3 separate regions of the Sus scrofa genome follow, and regions 1 and 2 are each linked to region 3. The links are chromatin contacts, called in public Hi-C and HiChIP or PLAC-seq maps. All regions are on one chromosome and are shown on one strand. The core of a region is the stretch at or near the end of the contact, and the rest is flanking DNA. Distances in the headings are between cores, read along the strand shown. Region 1 holds the start of LETM2 (LETM1 domain-containing protein LETM2, mitochondrial). Region 2 holds the start of EIF4EBP1 (eukaryotic translation initiation factor 4E binding protein 1). Region 3 holds the start of DDHD2 (phospholipase DDHD2).

Evidence for each region. Hi-C and Micro-C count contacts between places; a contact is called where the count stands out from the background. HiChIP or PLAC-seq counts read pairs in DNA pulled down with a chosen protein or histone mark.
Region 1: a Hi-C map of embryonic fibroblasts shows a contact between it and region 3, with 2.2 times the contacts expected there. The contact joins the promoter of LETM2 here to the promoter of DDHD2 in region 3. A contact is called at or near these places in 1 of 5 promoter capture datasets (liver), 1 of 47 Hi-C or Micro-C datasets (embryonic fibroblasts) and 1 of 2 datasets of contacts at active chromatin or transcription factors (alveolar macrophages).
Region 2: a contact with region 3 is called in an H3K27ac HiChIP or PLAC-seq map of alveolar macrophages. The contact joins the promoter of EIF4EBP1 here to the promoter of DDHD2 in region 3. A contact is called at or near these places in 2 of 5 promoter capture datasets (fetal liver and liver), 6 of 47 Hi-C or Micro-C datasets (embryonic fibroblasts, fetal heart ventricle, fetal skeletal muscle and 2 more) and 2 of 2 datasets of contacts at active chromatin or transcription factors (alveolar macrophages and skeletal muscle).

The regions. Positions count from the first base shown.
Region 1 is chr15:48,130,025-48,133,740 of Sscrofa11.1, reverse strand. LETM2 (LETM1 domain-containing protein LETM2, mitochondrial) reads left to right here and starts at 1,315. Exons shown (of 9, transcript XM_013984075.2): 1 at 1,315-1,817; 2 at 3,224-3,304. The coding sequence starts at 3,258. All of the region lies in intron 1 of NSD3 (histone-lysine N-methyltransferase NSD3), which reads right to left.
Region 2 is chr15:48,440,973-48,444,830 of Sscrofa11.1, reverse strand. It overlaps EIF4EBP1 (eukaryotic translation initiation factor 4E binding protein 1), which reads left to right and starts at 1,458. Exons shown (of 3, transcript NM_001244225.1): 1 at 1,458-1,638. The coding sequence starts at 1,494.
Region 3 is chr15:48,289,908-48,293,676 of Sscrofa11.1, reverse strand. DDHD2 (phospholipase DDHD2) reads left to right here and starts at 1,276. Exons shown (of 16, transcript XR_002339364.1): 1 at 1,276-1,541; 2 at 2,799-3,026.

The sequences.
Region 1 (3,716 bases), core at 66-2,565, 160 kb after region 3:
TTTAGGGCCACACTGGCGGCATATGTAGGTTCCCAGGCTGGGGTCTAATCAGAGGTACAGCTGCCATCCTACACCACAGCCACAGTGACACCAGATCCCAGCTAGATTTGTGACCTACACCACAGCTCATAGCAACACCAGATCCTTAATCTGCTGAGTGAGGCCAGGGATTGAACACACAACCTCATGGTTCCTAGTCAGATTCGTTTCTGCTGTGCCACGATGGAAACTCCCAAAAAGTAAGATTCTTAACCTTTCTCCTTTTAAAATAGGATTGCTGACATATGGCCATGGTAGAAAATCTAGCTCATCTTTCAAATACTGGGCTTGGAATTATTCATCTGGTTTATGAATACTTAATGATTTTCACTGTGTCTGGTTGTAAATGAATACAATGCATGAATAAGAATATTTCCCGGTATAAAATGTCTCCCAGGGATCTGAGAGGAATATTTTTGCATCTTTTATGATCTTTTCCAGAAAAGTACATATACATGATAGTGCAGTGATTAATTTATGAAATTAATGTGAAAATTATACCTACCTAGCCTTTTAGAGCTCAAAATTTACCATTGGGAATTTTCAAAGAAAGAAAGGTAAGGAGACCAAAGCTTTGTAAATAGATGTGTTAATTCTGGTAAACACAGAAGGTGAAGCCTCTGTGTGGAAAGTTGGGCATCAGACGTGCACAAAGGGCCCTCTAGTGGCCAAACTGTAAAGTTTGGCCTATTTAACATAGTCGATACTTTTGGTCATTAGCTGAAAAATGCTTTGTGGATTAAAAGCTGTCTGTATCATACTTTCCCTTAAAAAAAAAAAAAAAAAAAGCTGTCTGCATTTTTAAATGTGCAGCCCAGATGAGTAAAGTCTGTGGTCAGGCACATATTAAGAGAAATATTCTCCGTGTGAAAGCAATTCCTTGCTGTCTGGTGTTAAAGTAGACCACCAAAAATTTTTTTTCCTCCTAGAGCCAGATGAAATGGATAAGTAGAGATAATTGGGGGGCGAGAACATTTTTAGATCTTTTCCTTTTCCAGAAGGCCCAGTTACCCATCCTAAGAACTGAAGTGCTATGTTACTGCACGGCTACTATATATACTTTTTCTTTTTTACATGTTATTTTGAGATTTCTACAGAAACTACTGATCATAATAACTTAGAACATTTATAAAGAAATTTTTAGTGGAATTCAGACTTCCATACGAAGACTTCACAGCACTCCAGTTTGGGGCCCTGAAGATAGGAGAGGGATGTTTTTCTTAACCATTCCCGCCCTTTCTGCCACTCCCTCTCCCCACTTCTTTCCCTGCCGCCCACCCCTCCCCGCAGTTGCGGAGTTGGAAGGTGGGGTGAATATAGCAAAGTGATGTAATTCGTACTCCGAGATTGTTACCATGGCGACTATCAGACATATTATGCTATCGATAGGGTAAAAGCTTCTTTAATCCGGCCTCCAAGGAAGGGTTTTGGAGGTGGGAGTCCACAGCCTACAAAATGTGGACAAGACCGTTGAGCGCGCCCGCCCTCCGCCCAGCATAGACACTCCTTAAACTAAACCCAGTAAAGGAGTCCTTTGGCGGGTGGAACCAGACCTTGCGGTCCCCTGGGATGCCTACGCGAAGGACGACCTCGCGCCCCAGAATCTCAGAGCTCATTGGTGGGTGGTGTCGTCACTCAGAGTGACGTAACGGATGAGGAAAGAGGTGGAGCCATAGATAGGGCTTCGGGCCCTTCTAGCTGGGGCAGCTGGGGGAGGAGGGGAATTGGGAAGGCACTGGAGGACTGAGGCAGCCGTTCCCGGGAGCCGGCCGGAGGAGGTAGGGTGGGCGGGTCAAGTCCTTAAGCTGTTGCTTGGTGGACCGCGCCTGCCTGTTTTCCTCCAGAGCCCACTCCCTCCACATCCTGCTCCTCCCATCAGCGCTCTGATTTTCCCGACAGTTTCCAGTCCCCACCCAGCGCTCTCCTCAGCCCCTGACCTCGGCTCTCCGCCCCCGCCCCCAACTTTCCATCCCTGCTCTTTCCGTGCTTCGCTTCCTCGTTATCTTACGTACCCTGCGCCCGGCTTCTCCTCGCCTTCCTTCCAAAAAGCAGGATTGCCAAGGCCAGTGCCTGCACCACCCCCGATCCAAAAAACAAAGACCCCCCCCCCAACCTCCGACCCCACCACAGCAAACACAGTCCACTAACGCACAACGCGCACAAAAGCCATCGGCTGGGAAAGCGTAGGGAGCGTTCTGCCCCGACGTCGTCGAGAATCGGAGGCAAAGGTAACCGGGAGAGCCCGGGATCCGGGCGAGAGGGCGCCGCGGCGAGAAGGCGCAGGTGGGCCTGGCCTCCCGGCCCCGCCCCGATTCTGCCCCAACCCCGCCCCGGCTCTCCCGGGAAGTGGTTGCATTCGGTCCTGGCTGAGAGTGCCCCCGGCCGAAACTAGATTAACCGCCGGATGGGGTCTGGTCTCTCTCCAGCAGGAGACCACCCGCCCTTAGTCTGGGTTCAGATATTTCAAGGTATTATTTAAATTGTTCAAAATGTCAGCTCTGTGGATGAGATTTCCCTCCTGGAGAGACTTGTACTCCTTTCCCAGCTTCAGGAAAACGGGCTGACGCTGTGAGATACTAAAGTTCTTTCTCCATCCTATGGCTGAAAAGCGCCATAGTATGGACAAAGATTTTGGTAAAGCTTATTTAAAGGTCGGTTTGGGCTCTTTGGAGAATCACTAGCTCAGGACACCTGTTCATCTCCATTCAAATTCTTAGTAGGTACTATGTATATTTTCAATATTATGAAAACGAGTACTTTCGGCAGCTATCGAGTACTGGCGGCAGCTTGGCCAGGTGGGGGAAAAAACTACTGAAAACAAACCCAGGCTGTTTACTGTCTACCTGTATTTTTAAGCTACAAATAAGTGTGTCTTGATTAGCTTCTTCAACAGTTGGCAGACATTCAAGTGAATTATTGAGTGCTATTGACCAGATATCAAAATGTCTTTGAAGACCCTATCATCACCAGCATCATCATATTAGAGATCATTTCTATTTGTGGAGGTCTTAAAGTCCCATTCTCAAATTCGTGATTATAGGAAATGAACTTGAGGGAGATTTGACACCTTGAATAGAATATGCAGAGTTTCTACCCTTGCGATAGTTAAAAACATTTAAATCCTACTCTCTGTATAATCGATGTTTTTAAAGTACTGAATTGTTTACTTACTCCTTCTGCCTAGATCCCTATGTTAACTCATCGAGACAAATATAACTATGGCCTTCTACAGTTATAAAACAGTCTTAGCTATTGCTGGAGCAAGGTAAGCCTTGGAATTAACCCCTCCCTGATTTTTTTTTTCTTCTTTTTGGGCCACACACTCAGCATGGAAGTTCCCAGGCTAGGGGTTGAATCAGAGTTGTAGCTGCTGGCCTACACCACAGCCACAGCAACATGGGCTCTGAGCCACATCTGCAACCTACACCACAGCTCATGGCAACACCAATCCCCAACTCACTGAGGGAGGCCAGAGAACGAATCCACATCCTCATGGATACTAGTCAGATTCGTTTCCCTTGTGCCACAACAGGAACTCAGGTATCCTCCCCCCAATTTATATGAACTCTATGCTTCTAGATGGAAAAGGTAGATATAAAAGGATAGACTTAGTGCGCAATTAAAGCTTTGTTGGTTTTAACTCTGTTGATTTTTAGGAAGCTAACGTTTTAATGTAT
Region 2 (3,858 bases), core at 209-2,708, 150 kb before region 3:
AGCCCAGGGATAGAATTAACAACCTCATGGTTCCTCTTCAGATTCATTTCCCCTGTGCCACAAGGGGAGCTCGAGGGAACTCCGGACACTCCTCTTTCTTTCTTTCTTCTCTCTCTCTCCTTCCTTCCTCCTTCCCTCCCTCCTTCCTTTCTTCCTTCCTTCCTCCATCCTTTCTTTCTTTCCTGCCACCCAGCATGTGGAAGTTCCCAGGCAAGGGATGGAACCGGTACCACAACAGTGACCTGAGTCACTGCTACGGTGACAATGCCTGACCCTTAACCACTTCTGCCAAAAGGGAATTCCCTGGATTTCTCTTTTAAACTTTTCTCTCTCTACTCTTCCCGGATGTGGCCACCACAGGTTTTTTTGTCCTCCACTTGAATATTCCTTCGTTTGTTCCTGCGTTCATTTAAAGAGCTCCTGCCAGGGGAGTTCAAGTGAGTTCAGGCGAGTTCCCGTCGTGGCACAGTGGTTAACGAATCTGACTAGGAACCATGAGGTTGAGGGTTCGATCCCTGGCCTTGCTCAGTGGGTTAAGGATCCGGCGCTGCCGTGAGCTGTGGTGTAGGTTGTAGACGCAGCTCGGATCTCGCGTTGCTATGGCTGTGGTGTAGGCCGGTGGCTACAGCTCCGATTAGACCCCTAGCCTGGGAACCTCCATGTGCCGCGGGAGCGGCCCAAGAAAATGGCGAAAAGATTAAAAAAATAAATAATAAATAATAATAAAGAGCTCCTGCCAAACTTCGGGCAGCGTGGGGGTCAGGATCCACTGACCCAACTCAAAGGGCTGCAAATAACCTTCTTTGACCAATATTTCCCCACCACCACCGACGTCCACTCCCTCCCAGCCTCCTCGCTCCGGGTTTAGCCCTCATCACCCAGCTTGATGTTTTGTCCCCAGATCCTAATTCTACATTTCTTCCACGACTGCCACATCGTGAATGTTCAATAAATTGATGAATGACCAACCAATCCTCGCTTTCTCATCTGAGGAAATAGAGCACGGAACACGGAAGGCTTTCGGAGGCAGGGGACCTTCTCGCCTGATGTCCCAGTGTTGCAGCTAGCCTTTCCAGAGTGGGCTGGGTCCGCTGGGACCCCAGCGCAGTCCGAGCTAGAAAGGCATTAACACAGGCAAGCCTCGGAATCTTCCTTCCCATCCACCGGTTCCTGCCCGCGTGGCTCTCGGGGACCCGAAGGGATTAGCGGCGGGGCAGCTAGGAGGCGGAAAGGAATAGGGGAGCGGCGCTAGCAACTACGCTCAGGAGCCCGTCTGTGGGGTGCCCGGGACCCAGCGCGGAAGAGGACTCCTGTGCCCGCAGCCCCCGGGCGGTGGGCGGGGCGGCAGCGCAGCGGGAACTACAAATCCCAGGGGGTGGCAGCCCAGGCGGCGGAAGGGGCGGTCTCGGGCGGGGCGGGCCCGAGCGAGGCAGAGCGAGGCCAGAGGGGCGCCAGGGCCACGCTCTGGGTCCGGGCTCCTCGCGCGGGAGACCATGTCCAGCGGCAGCAGCTGCAGCCAGACCCCAAGCCGGGCAATCCCCACCACTCGCCGGGTGGTCCTCGGCGATGGCGTGCAGCTGCCGCCCGGGGACTACAGCACCACTCCCGGCGGCACGCTCTTCAGCACCACCCCAGGAGGTAGGCGCGGGCCCGGGGGCGCCGCTCGGGGTCTCTGGGTGCGGACGCTGGGAAGGACTGACTGGCCAGGGGGAGGGATAGGGAACTCCAGTTGGACGGGGCGACAGGGCTTCGGGGCGTGGTGACTGGAAAGAACGGATAAGGGGCACGAGGGTGGCTGTGAGGGGCACGGAGGTGGCCACCTGGAACGACAGGGGGGCGCGGGGGGCGCCTTCCATTGCCTGCCCTAGGGGTGCGTGCTCCAGAGCCGCGGCTGCAAATGCCACCTTATAGCTCCTTCTTTCTGGGAGAGACAGCTGATTCCCCCCGCCAAAAACAAGCGCTCGCTTCCAGGACTGCCATAGGCCGAGGTGTGCTGCCCCTTGTGGGTGTTGGGGGCTGTTCTGAGGCTGAATAGGGTGGGGTCAGGTTGGCCTCCCAACCACGGAGAGGGCTGGCCTGAGGTTTTTAGGGGTCGGGATGGGCGCTCTCTGTTGGGGTGAATGGCTCTTGGCAGAGACCGTTTTCCTTCCCGGGGCACCCCCAGCTTTGGAGCCTCGGCGGCTTCTGGAACAAATTGCCCTTTTAGGCTTGAGGATCTCCGCGAAGGAACCCGGGGCCGCGGGCAACGCTGTGCAGAAAAACACGTTCTTCTCTCCGGGGGGGAGGGGGGCCGTGTGACCTCCCAGAGAGTTGATGAGGAAGAGGAAGCTGAGCTGGCGCGGGGCGGGGGCAGCCTTGGGCTGCGCTCGGGAGCCTGGCATTCCCTGCCAGCTCCGGAGCCCTGGCGTATGGGCGCTGATGAAACCTGCCGGCGCGTTTGCATGATGAAATCCTCGTGGCTCACCACTTCTCTTTCGTTCTCGCACTGCGCTCACCCGTTTCTGCCCTTCTTCCCTCCCCTACACCCGCTTCCACCGCTGCTTCCCAAACTACTCGAAAAACTCCACCGATCCTGGCGCTTCGCTGAGAAACACGGGTGCGGGCGGCCGCGGGCGGAGCTGCAGCCTAGCCGCCTGCCAGCGTCGGGGCCACATGCTTATTTTCTCAAGCAGCTGTCCCACCACCAGCGAGCGCAGCCAGATCCGAGCCCTGGGCTGTTTGATCCAAAACACACAACGTTAGAACTTTTAAGGATCTTAGATGTTCTTGTGCAACCGAGCTGCCTTATAGGCCAGAACTGGCACCCAGGCCCCAATTTGGAAAAACGTGTCCACTGTCCCATGTCATACCATTTTCCCACATTGAACAAGAAATAGCAGCCAAGCATAGAGGGGAGAAATTCTGTCTCGTCTATTAAAAATGATTCAAGGACAAATGCCCAGCGATCCTATTTGCCACTCTTGACTCAAATTGTCTGTCCAAGCTAGACCTTATGTAGTCTGTGCTGTTCTGCTTTTTCTGTGTCTCTTGGGACCTATTTGGACAATTTGGGGGCTCCTTCAAGTGAGAGTGTGAACCCCTGCTTGATCTGTTCAGGGTGGGCACTCAGGCAGCCTGATGGCTCAGGTAGCCCTGTTTTGTACCTTTGTTGCTAGGTGGGGGTGGATCAAATTGGGACCAATAGCCAGGGGTGCTGTTTACAGGGAACTCCCACCCACTTCTCACTTTGGACTGGGGAATGGGAGTTGGGGGCAGACCTCAGCCACCCTCCCTCCTTTTGAAGATCTCTGGTTGAGAAAGAGGGAAAGGCGCTTCTGCATCGGTAGCTTCATTTTGGCAGCCAACTGGAAGGAAGCCAGCAGTGCCCGGAGCCTGAAGCCAGCTTTTTTCTTGTCTGAGATGTCCAGCTGGGGAGGCACAGCCCATAGTCCATAATCCGGAGAACCCAGGCTTGCCTCTGCCTCAGCCAAAGTGTGGGGTCTAACTCCAAAGCCCACTTCAGCCCACCCCTTTGCCCTGCCCATAGAGGAACTTGACCTCATGAAAAAAGGTCATTCCTACCCCGCTTCTGCTTCCATCTGGGGTGCTGTTTCTCAGTCTTCAATGTGCATGTGAATGACCTGGGGCCTCATTTCATAGCAGATTCTGATTCTTCAGTTGAGGGGGTAAGGCCTGAGATCCAGCATTTCTAACTAGCTCCCAGCCATTGGTGTAAGTACCAAGCTCTGAGTACTCAGGAGTGAGTGACGAATATGACAACCCTCACCCTTTCAGACCTCTGGGGTTTGACACAAAGTGATGCTTCTATTCAGGTAAATTCTTGAGGTTGGACTTAGCATTCTTCTTTACAGAAGGGTC
Region 3 (3,769 bases), core at 27-2,526:
TGAACCCCGCCCTGTAATATAGTTAGAAAATAGGGAAGCATTTTATTGCATGCCCTAAAGGAATTGAGGCCTTCCAGAAAACTGTATACTCAGGAGAGCTGGGCAGGTCTACCAATCAGGAAATTCATTTAAACTCTTCAGTTATGTTATTTCTTTTTTTCTTCTTAGGGTGGCACCCGTGACATATGGAAGTTCCCAGGCTAGGGGTCTAATACGAGCTACAGCTGCCGGCCTACGCCACAGCCACAACAACGCAGGATCCCAGCAGAGTCTGTGACCTATACCACAGCTCACCCCAACGCGGGATCCTTAACCCACTGAGCGAGCCCACTGATCGAAACCGCATCCTCATGGATCCTAGTCAGGTTCGTTAACCGCTGAGCCACTACGGGAACTCCCCAGTTATCTTATTTGGACAAAAGTATTTCCTCCTGGGGAGTTCCCGTCGTGGCGCAGTGGTTAACGAATCCGACTAGGAACCATGAGGTTGCGGGTTCGGTCCCTGCCCCTGCTCAGTGGGTTAACGATCCGGCGTTGCCGTGAGCTGTGGTGTAGGTTGCAGACATGGCTCGGATCCCGCGTTGCTGTGGCTCTGGCGTAGGCCGGTGGCTACAGTTCCGATTCGACCCCTAGCCTGGGAACCTCCATATGCCGCGGGAGCGGCCCAAAGAAATAGCAAAAAGACAAAAAAAAAAAAAAAAAAAAAAAAAAGTATTTCCTCCTAAACCGCCCTTGCGGCTTTTAAATCCTGCCAAGCTCACCGCTACATCTTCCAGAGATAAATCTTTTTGGCAGCCTCTAAATCTTAATAAACGCAAAGGGGAAGGGGCAAAGCCCCAGTGACAAGACACTTTTTCTTTGCAAATGCCAATGTCCTCAGCACCCTGAAGTGGAGGTCTGGCAGGATGGAGCTGTTGCTAGCGCCCCGGCCTACTTCTCATCAGGGGTTGTGACATCCCCGTGTCCTCGCACTATCCCGCCCATTAGTAGGGTTAGCCAGGGTACCACAGACTCAGGGGGTCTGTTTCCTCATCTACTAGGTGAGGAGGCTGGGCTGGTCATCTTGAAGAAGATTGCCTTCATCGAAATTATGCTCCCCACCTATAATGTCTCATTCCCCATCCCTGCCTTACAAAGACCTCCGTCCTCGCGGAGTCCCCGTGCATTGGCTGCAGGTGGAGGGCACGCTGCACGCACCACCCGCGTGCCCAGTGCTCCGGCCGCCTGCCCTCTAGGAGGACCAGATCTCGCGCGATTCCCTCCACCTCTCGCGACACTTCCCGCCAGTTCCCCTGCGGGCCTCCACGCCCCACCCGCCGCCGCCTCGACCGGGAGCTACATGTCACTTCACCTTTGCTTTTAGTAGCCCTGCAGGAGCGCTCGCACGCTGGGAGCGCGGTGGAGCTCAGAGTTGGGCGCGAGCCCGGCGGGGCCGCAGGCTCCGCCCTGCCCCGCCCGGGCTCGGGGGAAGGCCTCCGCAGGGACATGTCCTGCCCCCTTCGGCGAGGGCAGGAAAGAGTGAAAGGCTGCGGAGCTGTTAGGTGAGTCCGTGGCAGCGCGTTAGGGGCGGCGGCCTGGCCAAGGGCTCAGACCCAGGTGCGTGTTGGAGGCACTGCAGGATGGAGGTGCCAGCAGCGGAGGAGGACGCGCTGCCCAAGGCGGGGAAGGGGGCTGGGAGGACCAGTCCCGGCGGGGTGAGGTGACCTCGACTCCAGGGGCACGACAGGCCGCCTTTTGTATCCACTGCGCCCGAAGGCAAAGAGAAATTACTTCGTTTGCAATCGAGGCTCCAGCCCTCCTTGCGGGGCTTGGAGGAGGGAGGGGGAGACGCGTTCTCAAGCTCCGAGGTCCCTGATCTGGGCTGCATGAGGCCAGGGGCCACGGGGAAAAAGGAGCACGCAAGGTAGAGAAGGTAAATTCATGCTGGGAAAAAAGATAAAGTAGCGGAAGCCTGGAGAGCGTCCGCTCAAGAGGCCGTGTGTTTGCGGTCCAGCTGCGCAGGCTGCGGAGATAGCAACTATCTTGTCCACTCTCCTAGTGGGGAGGCTGGGTTTACTTTTGATGTCTGCAGTGTTAGTGTCTGCCGAGTGGTCAGAGTGTTGAAAGGATAGAAACACACAGGTCAGAGTCTTCCTTGAGGGAAGGAAGCTGTTGAGGTCACTTGTTACTTTTCATCTGGGACTTGGACGGTGGGAGTGGGTCAGTGCATGCGCGCAGGGGCCCCAAGCAAGCGTTTGTGATTTCAGAATTTGTAAGGTAGTTCCTATTTAAGCACTCTACAAGAACCAGTTCTTAAGTGGATAGTTTTATTTTCGGTATTGTAAGATTTGAGTAGTCATGTAAATATGTAATGACAGGGGCCTGGAGCCTAAAACCAGGTGTTAAGACTTTGTTAGAGTAAATTTTTTTGCCTCTGACAGTAGACTTAGATTTGAAATTGGGGTAAAGTGGGGTTTTTTTGTTGGTGGTGGTTTGTTTTTTTGCAATCAAGAGTTTGATCAGGTGTTTCTTGTGATTCTGGTTTTGTTTAATTAAAACCATGTAGTTTTCTGAGAGAACTGGGAAATCACTACAGAGTGGTTGGTCTAACAATAAGAAGCATTTTGTTTAAAACCTCTCCCCTAAAAAAAAAAAAAAAAATCCAGCTGTTATTTCTGTTATGTTATTTCTATTTCAAATTGTGTAGCCTCCTTAGATTTTTCTTTCAGAAGTGACTCCTTAAAATGACCAGTTGTGTGTCTTTGAACAACTGTTAATAGAAGGAAACATTTTTATGATAATTTTCCTTTGTCTTTTAGAGAACGAAATGTCATCAGTGGAATCACACCAGGAACAATTGTCCCAGTCAGATCCATCCCCATCACCAAACTCATGTAGTTCCTTTGAGCTAATAGACATGGATGCCAGCAGTTTGTATGAACCAGTTTCTCCTCATTGGTTTTACTGTAAGATAATAGATTCTAAGGAGACATGGATTCCTTTCAACTCTGAGGATTCACAGCAACTGGAAGAGGCATATGACAATGGTACGTCAAAACAATGACTTGTAATAGGCAAGGATTTAGTGTTATCGCTCTAAACTATATATTCCCAGTCTTGTTTGTTTTTTGCTTTTTAGGGCTGCACCTGCAGCATATGGAGTTTCCCAGGCTAGCAGTCAAATCAGAGCTACAGTTGCCTGTCTATGCCACAGTCGCAGCAATGCGGAAACTGAGTCACATCTTCGACCTACACCACAGCTCATGGCAACGCTGGATCCCCAACCCACTGAGTGAGGCCCGGAATCAAACCCGCATCCTCAGATACTAAGTGGATTTGTTTCGGCTGTGCCACAATGGGAACTCCTATATATTCCATTTTTAAAAATTTTTATTAAAGTATAGATGATTTATAGTGTGTCAGTATAAAAGTCCTTAGAGTGAGTGCTATTAAAGATAAATTTTTTTTTTTTTCTTTTTTGTCTTTTTGGTCTGTTGTTGTTGTTGTTGCTATTTCTTGGGCCGCTCCCGCGGCATATGGAGGTTCCCAGGCTAGGGGTTGAATCAGAGCTGTAGCCACCGGCCTACGCCAGAGCCACAGCAACGCGGGATCCGAGCCGCGTCTGCAACCTACACCACAGCTCATGGCAACGCCGGATCGTTAACCCACTGAGCAAGGCCAGGGACCGAACCCGCAACCTCATGGTTCCTAGTCGGATTCGTTAACCACTGCGCCATGAGGGGAACTCCTAAAGATAAATTTTTGATTTTTTTTCAAGTTATCTTAGCAT